Regions from separate parts of the Mus musculus genome. Here region 1 is linked to region 2. A link is a contact called in public HiChIP or PLAC-seq data. All regions are on one chromosome and are shown on one strand. The core of a region is the stretch at or near the end of the contact, and the rest is flanking DNA. Distances in the headings are between cores, read along the strand shown.

Region 1 (6,983 bases), core at 3,208-5,707, 280 kb after region 2:
CATCTTTTGGTATGTGCAAAGCTGTGTACTTTCTGTGTGTTATGGCTCTTCCATAAGGAAATCAAGATGCACTCAGGCTAAATGAGTGTCCTCAGGCGTGTGCTAGCCTCTTTATAGTAGATCTAGGACTGACTAACAGGTTTGCCAAGCTTCTTTGTACCATGCCATAGCAGAAAATCTCTGCATGTCTACCTCACACTTTTTCCTAACAACCAGGAAAGTTAAGAATCAGTCTGTCGGGTGTGGTGGCGCACGCCTTTAATCCCAGCACTCGGGAGGCAGAGGCAGGCGGATTTCTGAGTTCGAGGCCAGCCTGGTCTACAGAGTGAGTTCCAGGACAGCCAGGGCTACACAGAGAAACCCTGAATCAGACCATTTTTCTCTGAGTATGATGTCTTTGCTGAGAGGTATTCACTCGCTGCTCATCAGTCCAGAGGGCGTCATCACAGGGCCAGCCTTTGTGTGCCAGTAAGTTAAAGTGCTTGAACATAATAGTAACACAGATGTATGTTTGTCATGTATATGTGAGGGAGAATGAAAGGGGAGCAAAAGAAGGGAATGACTGAGTCCCACAGGTCCATGGGAGAGATTCTTGTCTCCACTGGGAGGAGTTGGGACAGTACTGGAAGTCGGCATCTTTTTGACATCAGAAGGGAGATGTATTTAGGGTTTCAGCTTCAGAGAATGCAGCTTGCATTACTCACTAGTCAAGAAACCCTCGGAGTTAGCCAGTGTTTTTGACGTTTCTTTATTTGATAACACATAACCTTAATAGTTCATTAGAAGACTTAAAAAATAACAAAACCAACTGCATGCGAGTCCTTTAGTATTGTACCTAGGACATTAAAGACCCAGGAAGGGTGAGTCAACATAATTTTATTAATGAGGAAGGAACCTGAGGGAGCTTGAGAGTAGCTATTGAATTTGTGGAAGATTTAGTCCTTTGGGAACTTACCGTGTTGAATAGTGGGCTCTGCCTTGAAAAGCAGATGAAAATTAGTGGCTTCGGTACATCCTTTCTCTTGCAAGATTCTGCTTTCTCTTCTTCAAACAGTGGGGGAGTCATTAGAGTTTCTCCATTAGGTTTAATTTTATTTCAGCAGACGTTATAGGCTGATCTCAGGGAAATTAAATAACAGAAGGAAAACTAGGGCAGAGACGGATGGGGGGTCAGGGCTCTGGCCAATGACACAGCGGATGGGGGAGAACTATTCAGAGTCCATGTAGGTGCAGGAGGTGGTGATGGAGATGGACTGTGAAAGCTTGCATAAACCTTCTCTCAGCTGTAGACACAACAACCCCCAAATTAATTTGTTTAATTAGATTATAAAATCTTTATATATTCCTTATTAAGTTTGAAATATAGTTACTCATAGTTCTAGCAAGTTGAGATAACTACTATATACTTTAACTCCCTTTTAGAGCTAGTATGGTAGCTTCTAGCACTTAGGAGGCCGAGGCAGGAGGATTACCCTGAATTGGAGGTCAGCTTTGGCTACATAGTGAGTTCCAAGGCACTGTGAGTTAAGAGTGAGACCCTGTCTTCAGGCACAGCAGTGCAAAGCAGAGCTGGGGATAGGGCTCTGTGGGTAAAAGCACCTGCTGCACGAAGCTGGCTCGGGACTCTGATCCCAGGAGCCACGGACTCGGGAACATTGTCTTCTGACCATCACACCTAAACGGGGCTGCCCCTCTCCAGTAATAGAATAAATTCATTAAAATTGTTTTATAAAAATCCCAGTGTCTTCCATCCAATTCAGAAGTCCTGCACACCCATTATTTAGTTTAAGACATGGCTTTTTCTCACTGAAGGTCTATGCGTAGGTAATTGTTGTAATTTTGAGGCAACTCTCCTGTATTTATGTGCCAATGGGTCTATACTTTGTTGAGATAGAGAAGTGGAAGATTTTTTTCTTCAGCTATATCTGTTTTTGGAAGTTCACATATTGAGAAACCTTGCTCTCTGTGCTCTTTAATTTGGATTAAAGAGTTTGAGTGACATCGATTTTTGTGACACTGGTGATGCTTTACCTTCAAAATTTTATTTTGGTTTTAGGATTAGAACCCTATTTTAACTTTTACTTCCAACTAATTGAATATATACTGAGAAAAAGTTAGCATACACAGTGTTTCTGTGTGTGTGTGTATTCCGTCTAGCTTCTTACACTCATTGCTGGAGTGTTTACTAAAACTACATAACATTAATATTGGCATTCCGCCATTCACACAACTGGCCTGGAATTTGCAGTGTAGGCCACGCTCACTTCATTCAGGATCCTCTTGGCCCGGCTTCCTGAAAGTTAGAGTTACAAGGGCAAGTCACCATGCAGATGGTTGATTTCTTAATATCAACCAAAACCATGATTTGTGATATTATGATTTCAGAACGACTAAATATCACTTTAGAAAGTAATTTAATAAACCTGTCTTCGTCTAAAGCACAAAGTTCAGCGGCTCCTGCTCCCATGCAAAGTCTAGCCTAGCCCTGTCTAGTTCTAGTCATAGAGCATTGCTTACCAAGTGTAACACAGTGTCATTTGAAGGACTAGCCATCATCTGCAGCTCTAGGGTGGGTTATCAGCCAAGCATACCTTGTCTTGCGGTAACTTAGCTTAACCTCAGGTAGTGCTGCCCTCTGGCTTTCTCTCGCGGTGTCTGGGGTTGTAAGCGCACTGGGAGGCTGAGTGCTGAGTGCGCGGCAGATGCTTTAGGATAGGGCTAAGCTTGCGATTGTCTTCAGAGTGCCATGGCTATCAGCTTGGTGTTGGGCCCATTTTGCTTTCAGCTCTTGTATTTGTTCATGAAAATCCGAGCACTACCACTGATAAGTGCTTGGTAGTTCAGGCCTGTCCCCGAGGGTTGTGCCGCAGAGGCAAACACAGACAGTAAGAGTGTGACAGTTCTGGGAATCACGGGGCCGGGGGGCTGGGTAACTGTGGGAAGTCTCCAGTTGCTTGCTCACATGTCCGTCCGGTGTGAACCCGAGCTCTGCTCTGGCCTTGGTCCCCCACCCTCAGCAGAGTCAGTGTGGTGTGTTCAGATGTCTTGTCACATCATGGAAGAACAATCTTGTGTGTCGTCAGGGGGTCGGACAAGTCCAGCCACTCAAAGCCCTGTCATTCTCAGTGTCCTTGATCTGCAGACACGGCTCTATAAATCTCTGGAACAAGTTTTCCCAACTTAGCTGTAGGTCTGCAGTAAAATAAAGCCCACTTGTCCGCTTCATCTTCTCCAGATTCTTGCTGCATTTGTGGTGATTAAGGTGACAGCCTCAAGAGGCACAGTCGTAAGCTGTCAATTCGTTCATCATCTCATACAGCGAGCCTGATTCATTCATTCAGTGAGTAGACACTGAGCATTTTCATGTGCTAGAAACTGTTTTACATTCTTGGGATATAACACAGAATACCTAGGTGATCTTCCAGACTACAAAGATCTATGACTAGGTAAGATACCGTAATTTAGCTAACAAAGATGTTCACTGTATGGAGAGAAGCGAGGTATGAAAGAGGGTGAGCGTCGACCATAGTGTGTGTGTATGTGTGTGTGAGTGTGTTCATGAAAAGCCTCCCTGAAATGAAGAGACAAACTAGGTTGATAGCCAGGAAAGGAAGGATAGTAAGTCAAAACGGAAGAGACAGAGCTGCGTTTGAGAGGGAGAAAGGGCAGTCAGAACGCCAGAGTGGCTGGGCAGCTTGAGGTCAGAGGTAGTGGGTACCAGGGACCTAGGATGCTTTACATCGTATAAAAACTTCATCTTTTCACGGCTGGAGAGATGTCTCAGTGGTTGGGAGCTATGACTGCTTTCAGAGGACCCACACTGGGTGTCTCACAACCCCTCTAACTCTGGCTCCAAGGGATCTAAGGCTGTCTTCTAGCTTTCACAGGTACCTGCGTGAACCTGGTACACACACATAGGAAAATAAATATTTTTTTAAAGAATGAAATTTTAATGTGTTTGAATTTGTAATGACTACGGACCTTTTTATATTCTATCTCATTCTCTACGCTATCTATCTATCTGTCTGTCTGTCTATCTATCTATCTATCTATCTATCTATCTATCTATCTATCTATCATCTATCTTTCTATCCACCTACCTACCTATCAGATATCAGAGTACCCTATAGTAAGCAGAAGATGGCATCAGTTCAAATTGTTTCTATGAGGGATTCAAATGTTTCTGCTACCATACTATGTAGGGAAGCCTAGAATAACTCCATATGTGCAGACTCAGGCACTGGAAACAATAGGGTTGATGGGAAAAGAGAGTTAGGGTAGGACACTAAACCAAGAAAGCTTAAAGAAAGTCCAGTAATTGCTAAAAGTACGAATGAATAAACAGCTGTCTAGAGTTATGCCTGTTGTTTATCTAGGCTCACACTGGGGAAGGTCTGTGTCATCTCATGTTATGGAATCCTGTGTCCTTTGAGAAGGAAGTCTTGCTTCTGATACATCATTTCATAAGAGGCAAAGGGCTGGTCTAGTGTACAGCCTGATTAGTTCAGACAGAGAGGAAGGCCTGGGCATCTCCTTCTGCATCTGCAGCCCACATTGAAAAGAAGTCAGTGTTCTGAAGCCACTGAGTTGGTCACCACATAAGCTCCGGGAAGTCATTTCTGTAGATCTCCAGCCATCCTCCCACCCAAGGTTGTCTTCTGTTGCCAATGCTTTCTCTTTAATAATAGTGAAAAAAACTTACCTCTGCTTGAACACATCAGCATGCTGGGAAAAATCTCCTGGGAGCCAGTGTGACCTTAGGACATAATGCTGACTGATGCCAGTTGGGTATGAGGCCGGAAACACTGTAGAGTCGACTGTACTGCTGCCCTCGTTGTTTCTTAGGTCTGACCTGCAGCTAGGATCAGCTTCTTTGCGATTCTTGTTCAAATAGATACTCAGGGATTGCAGATATGGTTCAGTTGTAACATACTGGTCTAGCAAACATGCAGACCTGGGGTTTTATTCCTAATACTGCACGTGAAGATATGTGGACATTTAGCAAGAAATACCATAACATTAGTTTAATAGTGTGAAGAGAGGTATAATAGTGTATATTTTTAAATCTAGCACTTGGGAGGCTGAGGCAGAACTGCAGGTTCAAGGCTAGCCTGGGCTATTTAGACTTCAAGGTTATTCTGGGTCATTAATGACTTGATATCTCAAAAACAAAAATAAAAATAAAACAAATGTGGAAAAAAAGCCCAACATCTGTTTTAAAAGCAATTTTAAAAAAATCACACATATACAAATAGTGTTGCGTTGGGGATGAAAATGGCTCAACTGTTTGGAGCACTGGCTGCTCTTTCAGAGGACATTTTAATTCCCAGCATTCACAATGGCAGCTTATAACTATCTGGAGTGCCAGTCCTTAGAATCTCATGCTCTCTGTTGGTCTCTACAGGCAGTGCACACACATGGTACACAGACAGTCTCTCAAACACGCATACACATAACATTAAATAAAATGTCAAAAAACCTTAACGTATTTAAATAAAACCCATTGCTACATCTTTAACAAGACTCACTTGTTAGGTAACTTAATGTCTTTGACAGTGAGGACTTAGTTTACGTTAGACATTTATACTGAGATTATTATCACCATTAACATTGTTCTAGAAGATTAATTAGTGCAGTAAGCCATAAAGCCAAAAACAAGAAGAATGACTGTAAGCGGTGAGTTAGGAAACAAAATCAACTACATTTATTAATAAGTTCTGTGGAACACAGTAGTCTGCATGTGTAGTTAAGTAAGAAGTTGTTTATTAAAGGAGTCATTGTGAATCAACAAACCATTTATTAGTTATTAGATTTAGTTAAAAGCTTTGGATAACTTAAAATGTGAATCACAGTAAATCCTAAGAAATAGATAGCAGGTAGAGACAATTTCAAATAGTCAAGGGACTTAAAAGCAGCGAGGGAAAGAAAATCTGAAGTCAGCCTGACTTGACTATGCAGAACTTTATTTTTACATAACAAATGGGATGGTAAAGTGAGTCACTGCATGTGATCCTGTTGGGATTTGTCCAAAGGAATTAAAAAACCAGAACAGTCAGATGTGGTGGCTCACACCTGTTACTCCAGCACTCAGGTTGTGGAGGCAGGATTTATTTTTTTTTTTTATAGGTTTTCTCTGTGTAGCCCTGGCTGTCCTGGAACTAGCTCTGTACACCAGGCTGGCCTTGAACTCAGAGATCTGTCTATTTCTGCATTGTGTGCCACCACTGCCTGGCTGGTTTGTTTGTTTGTTTGTTTTCCTTTCCCTTTGAGTTTACCTTTCATTGTAGGAACTAGGCTTCAATTGGATTTCTGTAGAATTTATTTGCAAGCTGGGTGTGATACTGCTAGAAGCCCTGTAGTTGTTTGATGGCTGTTCCAGGGAATTATTACTTTGGTAGTTGCTTTTAAGGGACTAATGGAGATAGGTCTTAAAACAGAACAGGGCTTGTAATGGACACAGAGAGGCCTGAGTGTACCCTGGGGGGTGGGGTGGTGGGGTGGGGTGGGGCTGGCTTCCTGAATAGGGTATAAACTAGTCAGTACCAGGTCTGAGACTTACTAGTTTTGGTGACAGTCAAAAATGGCTTCTTAGGGGTGGGGCATGTTAATGACTAGTTATGGAGATTGATAGCTGCTTGTTTTTTTGTTGTTTTGTTTTGATTTTTTCGAGACAGAGTTTTCTCTGTTTAGCCCTGGCTGTCCTGGAACTCACTCTGTAGACCAGGCTGGCCTCAAACTCAGAAATCCGCCTGCCTCTGCCTCCTGAGTGCTGGGATTAAAGGAGTGCGTCACCACGCCCGGCCAGCTGCTTGCATTTTTAAAGCACTTATTTACTGTAGTTTGATCTGTTGCCCCACCCCTACCCCCTTAATAACAGAATTAGTGCCAGTCATTTACAGGGCTATTAAGTGGATGCCTCAGTGTTATTCCTTACTTACTTGGGAATTTCTAGACTTTTCTTCTGGCCTTTAATCACTTTCTAG
Region 2 (6,794 bases), core at 2,708-5,207:
TTATCCAGCTGTGAACTCTGAGCTCTGCAGCAATGACCTGCCTGGCAAGATATGTTCACTTGGTGCAATAGTGGTGCAAATGTCATGGGAATAACCAACGACTTTCTGCTTCAGTTCAAGGTCTTCTCCACAAGATGAAATCTATACCTGGCATGGTAACTGGTCCAAAAACCTGTGGCTAGACAGGTCATGGGCCTTCAGGGAGCCCCTGCTATTGTTATTCTGCTAATAAATAGACATAGTATTAAAAGTAACTCCTAAAGGCTTATAGTTATTTTCATAGATGGATGCATCTCTCAAATCCCATCAGAGAAGCTCTTTTGATGATTAGCACGTAATCCTACAGTTGGTCAAGGTGCAAACTGTGGAATGTTCAGCCATAAACAAGACGTCTGTATCACACCCTTTCTCCCCAAGCTTAGGGGTAATTGTGGAAGAGGGAGAAGGAATATTCTAGGAGTCAAAGGTGGTGGATGATGAGAGCAGTATTTTTCAGACATAATAAGGCATCTGCACATTGGATTCACAGCAGCCGTGTCGCATGCACAAAGTCTGCCCACGCTCAAGCCAGACAGAATCCCAGCATGGAACCTGAATATGGTTCCCACCCTTAACTGAAGAGTTATTGGCAATTGATTGTGATTGGAGAAGAGATGGAGTCTGTTTTCTTTCATAACGTGACCCCTGTTAGGTCAACCGTGATCTAGTGGAAGGTCACACATCCAAGAGCACATACGCAGCACAAATTCAAGTTGGTGAGTTGAAAAAAAAAAAGAAAGAACAGGACATAAAGATAGGTGGGTAGGGAAGGTGGTGGATCTGGGAGGGATTGTGGGAAGGGTAAAAGTGATCAAAACACATTTTATGAAATTCTTAAGGAACTAATAAAATGCAAATAAACAAGCTAATCTCTGTAAAAAGTAATTCCCTCCACTCTAAAAATAGATAATATAGACATCTCACTTCACTGATGTTGGAGTAACTTCACGGCTCAGGTTCTCAGAGGGCTAGCCTGTGCCACAGTGTCTGCTTACCTTCTCTAGACTATGAGCTGCTTTTGAGCATAGTTTAGCTCTGTTCAACATTGTGTCTCCAATTCTGGTCACAAGGACTGTCCAAAGCAGGCAACAAGAGTAAACATGAAAACAGATTTCCTTCTTCCTCAGGGGAAGCTACTCTGATTAGTGGGACAGCTTCTCACTACATTCTTTTCTGGACACTCATACAAATGCACATGTGTGAACGTGTATGCACACAGACACACACACACACACACACACACACACACACACACACCTCACCTCACCTCACCTTTACTCTGGGAAGAGCCATGACTAATATAGAACATTGTACCCTTCATATCTTGAGTCCTCGGGCTCCTTCTGGACACACCTGTTTATACCGCTGGGAAGCTCTTTATTCTATCCTTCCTCCTATTCCCAGAAATTTTCTCCTCTCTTGTGCTCAGTGTGAGCATGAGGCTGTCTTGGTCAGTGTTCTATTGCTGTGAAGAGACACCATGACCATGACAACTCATAGAAAAGAGAACATTTAGTTGAGGCTTACTTACAGATTCAGAGGTTCAGTGTACTGTCATGGCAGAGAGTCTGGTGACAGGCAGGCAAAAATGGGGCCAGAGTGGCTGAGGGTTTTACATCCAAATCTGAAAGCAGCAGGAGAAGTGAGGGAGACACTGACTGGCTTGGGCTTCTGAAAGCCCAAAGCCCACCCCAGTGACACACTTCCTCCAACAAGGCCACACCTCTTAATCCCCTTCAAGTAGTGCCACTCCCTGATAACCAACCATTCAAGGGTATGAGTCTAGCGGGGCTATGTTCAGACCACCACATACCCATAGTTGTCTTTCCCATTCTTCACACCGTAAACTTCTTATGCCTACGCTGACTTGATCTGCTCCAGTTCACTAATGTCTTTCCTAGAGTCAGTTCAAATTCATCCTCGAATAAATAAATACCAAGTTTTAGCCCAGCCTTAGCTACATAAAACCCTATCTACAACAAAATAGCACATGTACAAGCATTTTCCAGGGTTCTGATTATATCATAACTTGAGAGGTAAGGAAATATGGGGATATTATCCCAGAGCCATTATGCCACGTGTTCATCACTGTATTTGATGCCATTTCCCTTGGCACCCTTACTGCTAACACTGGTGATAAGCAGAAAGGCAGAGTCCAAACCACCAGTCACTCAGTGCTTTGATGTAAGTGAGTTATGCACTGGAAGGAAAAAGCCAAATGGGTGATACGGTATGAATATTGCTTGAGACATCCCTACTTCTGTGTGCTGAACACGTAGTCCCCAGTGCAAAAGGTCTGCAAAGGCGGAACTACTAAGAGGTGATTAGGTAATAAGGACTCTGGTCTCATGAATGGATTGATGCTATGGCCCGGTTATCTGGTCCTGATAAAATGATAACTTTGCTCAACTTCCTCCCCCCCTGCACTCACTTGCCCTTCTGCCACCTTAAGACACTGCACCAAGGACCTTGCTGGGTTCTAGAAACACTCTTGTGGTTTCTAGCCTCCAGAGTCATACGAAATATTCTTCATGAATTATTCAATCTGTGGCATTATATGGGAGCAGCAAAAAAAAAAAAAAAAAAAACAAGCTAAGATGATGACATTCCAGAAAGAAAATACGTCAAGACAGAACACAGCCAGACAGCAGCTCTCCCAGCCTGGCATGGGTGAGTAAGGGCCATCTGGAGGAAGATGGAGAGAGCCAGGTGCAGCCTAGATTCCAGCCTACACATCTGTAAGCCCTGCTATTGGGAGGTGAAGGCAGGAGGGTCAGGAAGGAGCTTCAGGTCTTAAAGACAAAAACACAAAGCAAGCTGCAATGCGAGCAGCAAAGCACCATGATTCCCTCACTATGTTCCCAGGACAGCTCTGTCTGCCTCACAGAGGCAGCACCGCAAGTCTGTGGGTCCCTGCACTTTCACAGCCTCAGTTTTTCTCTTGTGTACCTTGTGATTTTGTGTTTCAGGAATTTTAGATTCCTGTCCGCAGGAAGCTGACCTTCTAATGTGAGATCCTTTTAGTTTTGTGATTTATCTGCTGTCTTCAGGAAAATCTTAATTGAACCCCAGGGAACGCTTTTTCCTCTTCGGTTCAGATGATGTTTTTAAAAAATGGCTAGGAAAACACCACAATGGCTCTCTCACAGACAGCAGGCATACCACAGAGTGATATCCTCAGTGCAGACTCGCTTCAAGGCCACACAGGAAGCAGCTGCAATTGCTTTCAGTGTTTCAAGCAATCTGGTATGAGTCCCAGCAAAGGCAACGCCAAAGCCAAAGCCACCTTGCTCAGGAAACAGAAGCACTAGGGAGCTGTGAAGTATCTGACATGGGGAATTTCACTTCCCTAGAATTTTAGGAAATGCAGCTCTGCCTTGTGTTTCCCTTTGCTTGGTTTTGTTTTGAATTCCTTGACTAAAGAGTTCCTGTGTGGCTGTACGATTCCATTTTTATATTGCTGGAAAAACATGGCCAAGCTGGAGAGACAGACAATAGCAGTTTCCAGGGGCTGAGGGCGACAGACAGAGTTGGCTACAAAGGGTCAGGTCGTGCTTTGTTTTGGTTTTTGGTGGAGAAAGCTATTAAGCAACTGGATTTTTGGTGATGTTTACATCATGGAACTTTACACTAGAAAGAGTAATTTCCCTATAGAAGATTTTAAACAGTGAATTATAGTTTATCGTCTGAGGATAGTGTTCTGGTGACCCAACTACCTTTTCTGCCAATTCCATCCTCCTTTCTAGCTGGTAAGCACTAGTTTTGCTTTCATTCCCGATATCAGACATCTTTCAAAAATGACTTTTAGATGTGTAACTGCCTTAAAAGATAGGACATGACAGAATACCAACAACATGTAGGAGCAAATATCATTAGTATTTAAATATCTTGAGATCTTAATAGAACATTCTAAAACTCAGAACTATTAGTCAGCCAAATACTTCCTTTTTTTTTTTTTAGCTTGCCTTGGTATTTTGCCCATATTCAAAAAGCTGTATTTTTAATAGCTATTGCTAATTTCTTAGTGCATTTACTTATTTATATATTTCATGATAAAGTATATTTAACAATTGTATCCTCAGATACATTTAATAAGTGCAATAATCAAGAACTTGAGAAAGCAACAGATGCTTCTACAATGGGATTCTGTGACACAGAGATGTCTATGGTGAGTTGTGCTCCTGCACATACCACCTCCAGCCCTCCGCTCTGCCCCTATAAACGTGCTGTGTGAAGGAATAGATGCTTCCAGTAGAGCATTCTCATCATGTACCTGATGCTTTGGGTACAAAAACTTCAGCTTTGTCTGGGTTAGTTTTTGTCAACGTGAAGCCATTAGAGTCACCTGGGCAGAGGGATCTTCGGTTCAGGAATTGTCTCAGTCAGACTGACATCTTTGAGTGGGCCTCTGAGGCATTTTCTCAATGAATGGTTGATGTGGAAGGGGCGAGTCCTCTTGGGGTATGCCACTCTGGGCAGGTGACCTTGGACTGTATAAGAAAGCAAGCTGAGCAAACCATGGGAAACAAGCTGAGAAGCAGCGTTCCTCTGTGTCCTCTGCCTCAGTTCCTGCCCCGAGGCTCCTGCTTGAAGTTCCTGCTCTGAGATCTCTCAGGGATGGAATGTGACCCAAGAGTTGTAAGATGAAGTAAACACTTCCCTCCCTCTTGGTTTTGGCCAAGAGAGAAACCTGATTAGTACATTCTGCTTTTCATATACTACTTAGCCTCAGCTTTTGTATCTGACTAGGAATTGGGTGTTTTCATACATGCCCCGCCCCCCCCCCAACTCCTATTCTTCTTCATCACTGTTTTCCCCTGGATTCATGGGCAGTTCTTGTGGACTGTCTGATTCTTCTACACTTTATTATGTGTCCTATGTCATTTGGGGTTCATTTGTAGAGCTAAGCTATTGTAGGCGTTCTAAGTTTGATTATGAAAACTGGCAACTATTACTGGATGGTGGCATTTGACTGACTACAACTATTCACTGAAAACTCCCTGAAAGAGTCTTGCATGACATGTCTGAACATTTTTCTTCATTTTGGTGGAACTCAAGTTTCACAGTTTCTGGCAAAGACCGTAGACTTCCACAAGCTGGAGACAAAAAGGATTTGGCCCAGAAAGTGGGTGTGGCTCCTCTGTCTCAATGTGCCTCATTGCCTCCTGAAGGCAGATGCTTTGCTTACTCTGTGGTTGTCTCTAATCCCTCCCTTGATATCCCTTTGGACTCAACGTCTACCCTCTTATTCTGCTCTCCTTTCACGTTGCCAAGGCAACTCTTCACAGGTGTGGCCCAAGGCTAATCTAACCTTGGCAACTCCTTAATTGAGGTCTCCTCTTCCTAGGTGGCTCTTGGTTGTGTCAAGTTGAAAATAAAACCAACGAGGACACCTCCTCACTCCCAGACTACAGTAAGTAGCCTTGGGAATTTGGCCATGAAAACTACTCAGCAAACAAACAAACAAAACCAGAAGAAAACTGCTCAGGAAATATTGAGAGAATGGGTAGATGGATGGAAAGGAAGCTGGAAGAGAAGAAAGAAGAGAATGGGAATAAGGAAGAAAAGAAACAATGGGGTAGTTATTTTTAATAACACATGTGGGGCAGTGGACGGTGGCAGGAAACTTGGTAGAGTGGGTTTGAGACCCCAGCACTCGGGTACTCACCTGAGATGGTAGGTGCCTCCCTGGTCCCTGCCAGAGTCCTGGCCTGGAACATGTGCCACACACCCCACATTGGTCACATAGGCAAAAACAGAGTTCTCCATGCTAATGAGGTACCAAGAGGTCCTGATGGTTGAGCCAATAAGCTTCCCTTTACAGACGTTTCTCCTACAAAAGATATTTAATCTCTGGTCCACTCTGAGGAGTGGCTGTGCATAAACAGTACAGATAAACATGGACTGTCTCTTTCATCGAGAACTGCCGCTGTAGGGAGCACAGAGAAGGCCTTTGCCTACAGAGCCACAGCCTAAATCTCCCATAGAAGGCCTCTCTGCACTTCCAGACAACCGCTGCTAAGCTAAGGACAGTCACAAAGCGAAGCCAGAGTTCCCTATTTCCCTAGCCCTGGGTTCGTTGTTGTCCTTAGCCCATGGTTCCACAAATCTGTTCCCAGCTCTTTGATACCCATTGGTACCTGAATGTCCAGGAGCTTGTCTCAGGCCATGGACCCCCAACCCTTCATTCCAACTCCTCAGTGTGGCACCCAGCAGCAACTGTATGTCTGGGAGTCAGAAAACCCCAGCTTTAGCGCCCATATCTTAGACTGCATTTTCCCACCCCTTGAAGGGTGCATAGTGTTTCCCTAAAGCCTAGCACCCGATGGGGTGGCAGTGACTTAGGGTAAACATAGTCAAGCACTGCCCGAGATTTGCCTCCCCAGAAGCTGTGCCCAGACCCCAGCAGCAGGGCAGAATGCAGACCCACAAACACATGGGCAAAGAATGTATAAACCAGAAATGCCATGTTCTGAAGCATTTAAATACGGACTCTTCGAGTAGGAGGGTGATGCTGAACACTAAACTCCCCCCTCTAGTCACTGCCCCTATTCAGGATCCCACTATCAATAAGAAGAGTCAATATTTGTTGATTAGCAGTATTTAATATCTCTCTGAGTTGGAGCAATGGCTCCGCAGTTAAGAGGACTTACTTCTTTAGCCATGGACCCATGTTTGGTTCCCAGCATCCCCATGGCAGCTCATCACCATCTGTAAGTCCAGTTTGGGGGATCTGACAACCTCTTTTGGCCTTC

Evidence for each region. HiChIP or PLAC-seq counts read pairs in DNA pulled down with a chosen protein or histone mark.
Region 1: a contact with region 2 is called in an H3K4me3 HiChIP or PLAC-seq map of bone marrow-derived macrophages, with 4 times the contacts expected there. The contact joins two enhancer-like sites. A contact is called at or near these places in 4 of 115 datasets of contacts at active chromatin or transcription factors (the NIH/3T3 cell line, bone marrow-derived macrophages, embryonic stem cells and 1 more).

Annotation. Positions count from the first base shown.
Region 1 is chr4:53,460,049-53,467,031 of GRCm38.p6, forward strand. The region is part of intron 1 of Slc44a1 (solute carrier family 44, member 1); the gene reads left to right. Among named protein-coding and RNA genes, the nearest start is that of Slc44a1, 23 kb to the left of the region's middle. Within about 2 kb of position 4,458, at least 9 of the 459 cell types and tissues checked have an H3K27ac peak or open chromatin away from gene starts, as enhancers often do. A contact at or near this core is called in bone marrow-derived macrophages, where this site is marked.
Region 2 is chr4:53,184,019-53,190,812 of GRCm38.p6, forward strand. No RefSeq gene overlaps it. Among named protein-coding and RNA genes, the nearest start is that of Abca1, 28 kb to the left of the region's middle. Within about 2 kb of position 3,958, at least 107 of the 459 cell types and tissues checked have an H3K27ac peak or open chromatin away from gene starts, as enhancers often do. A contact at or near this core is called in bone marrow-derived macrophages, where this site is marked.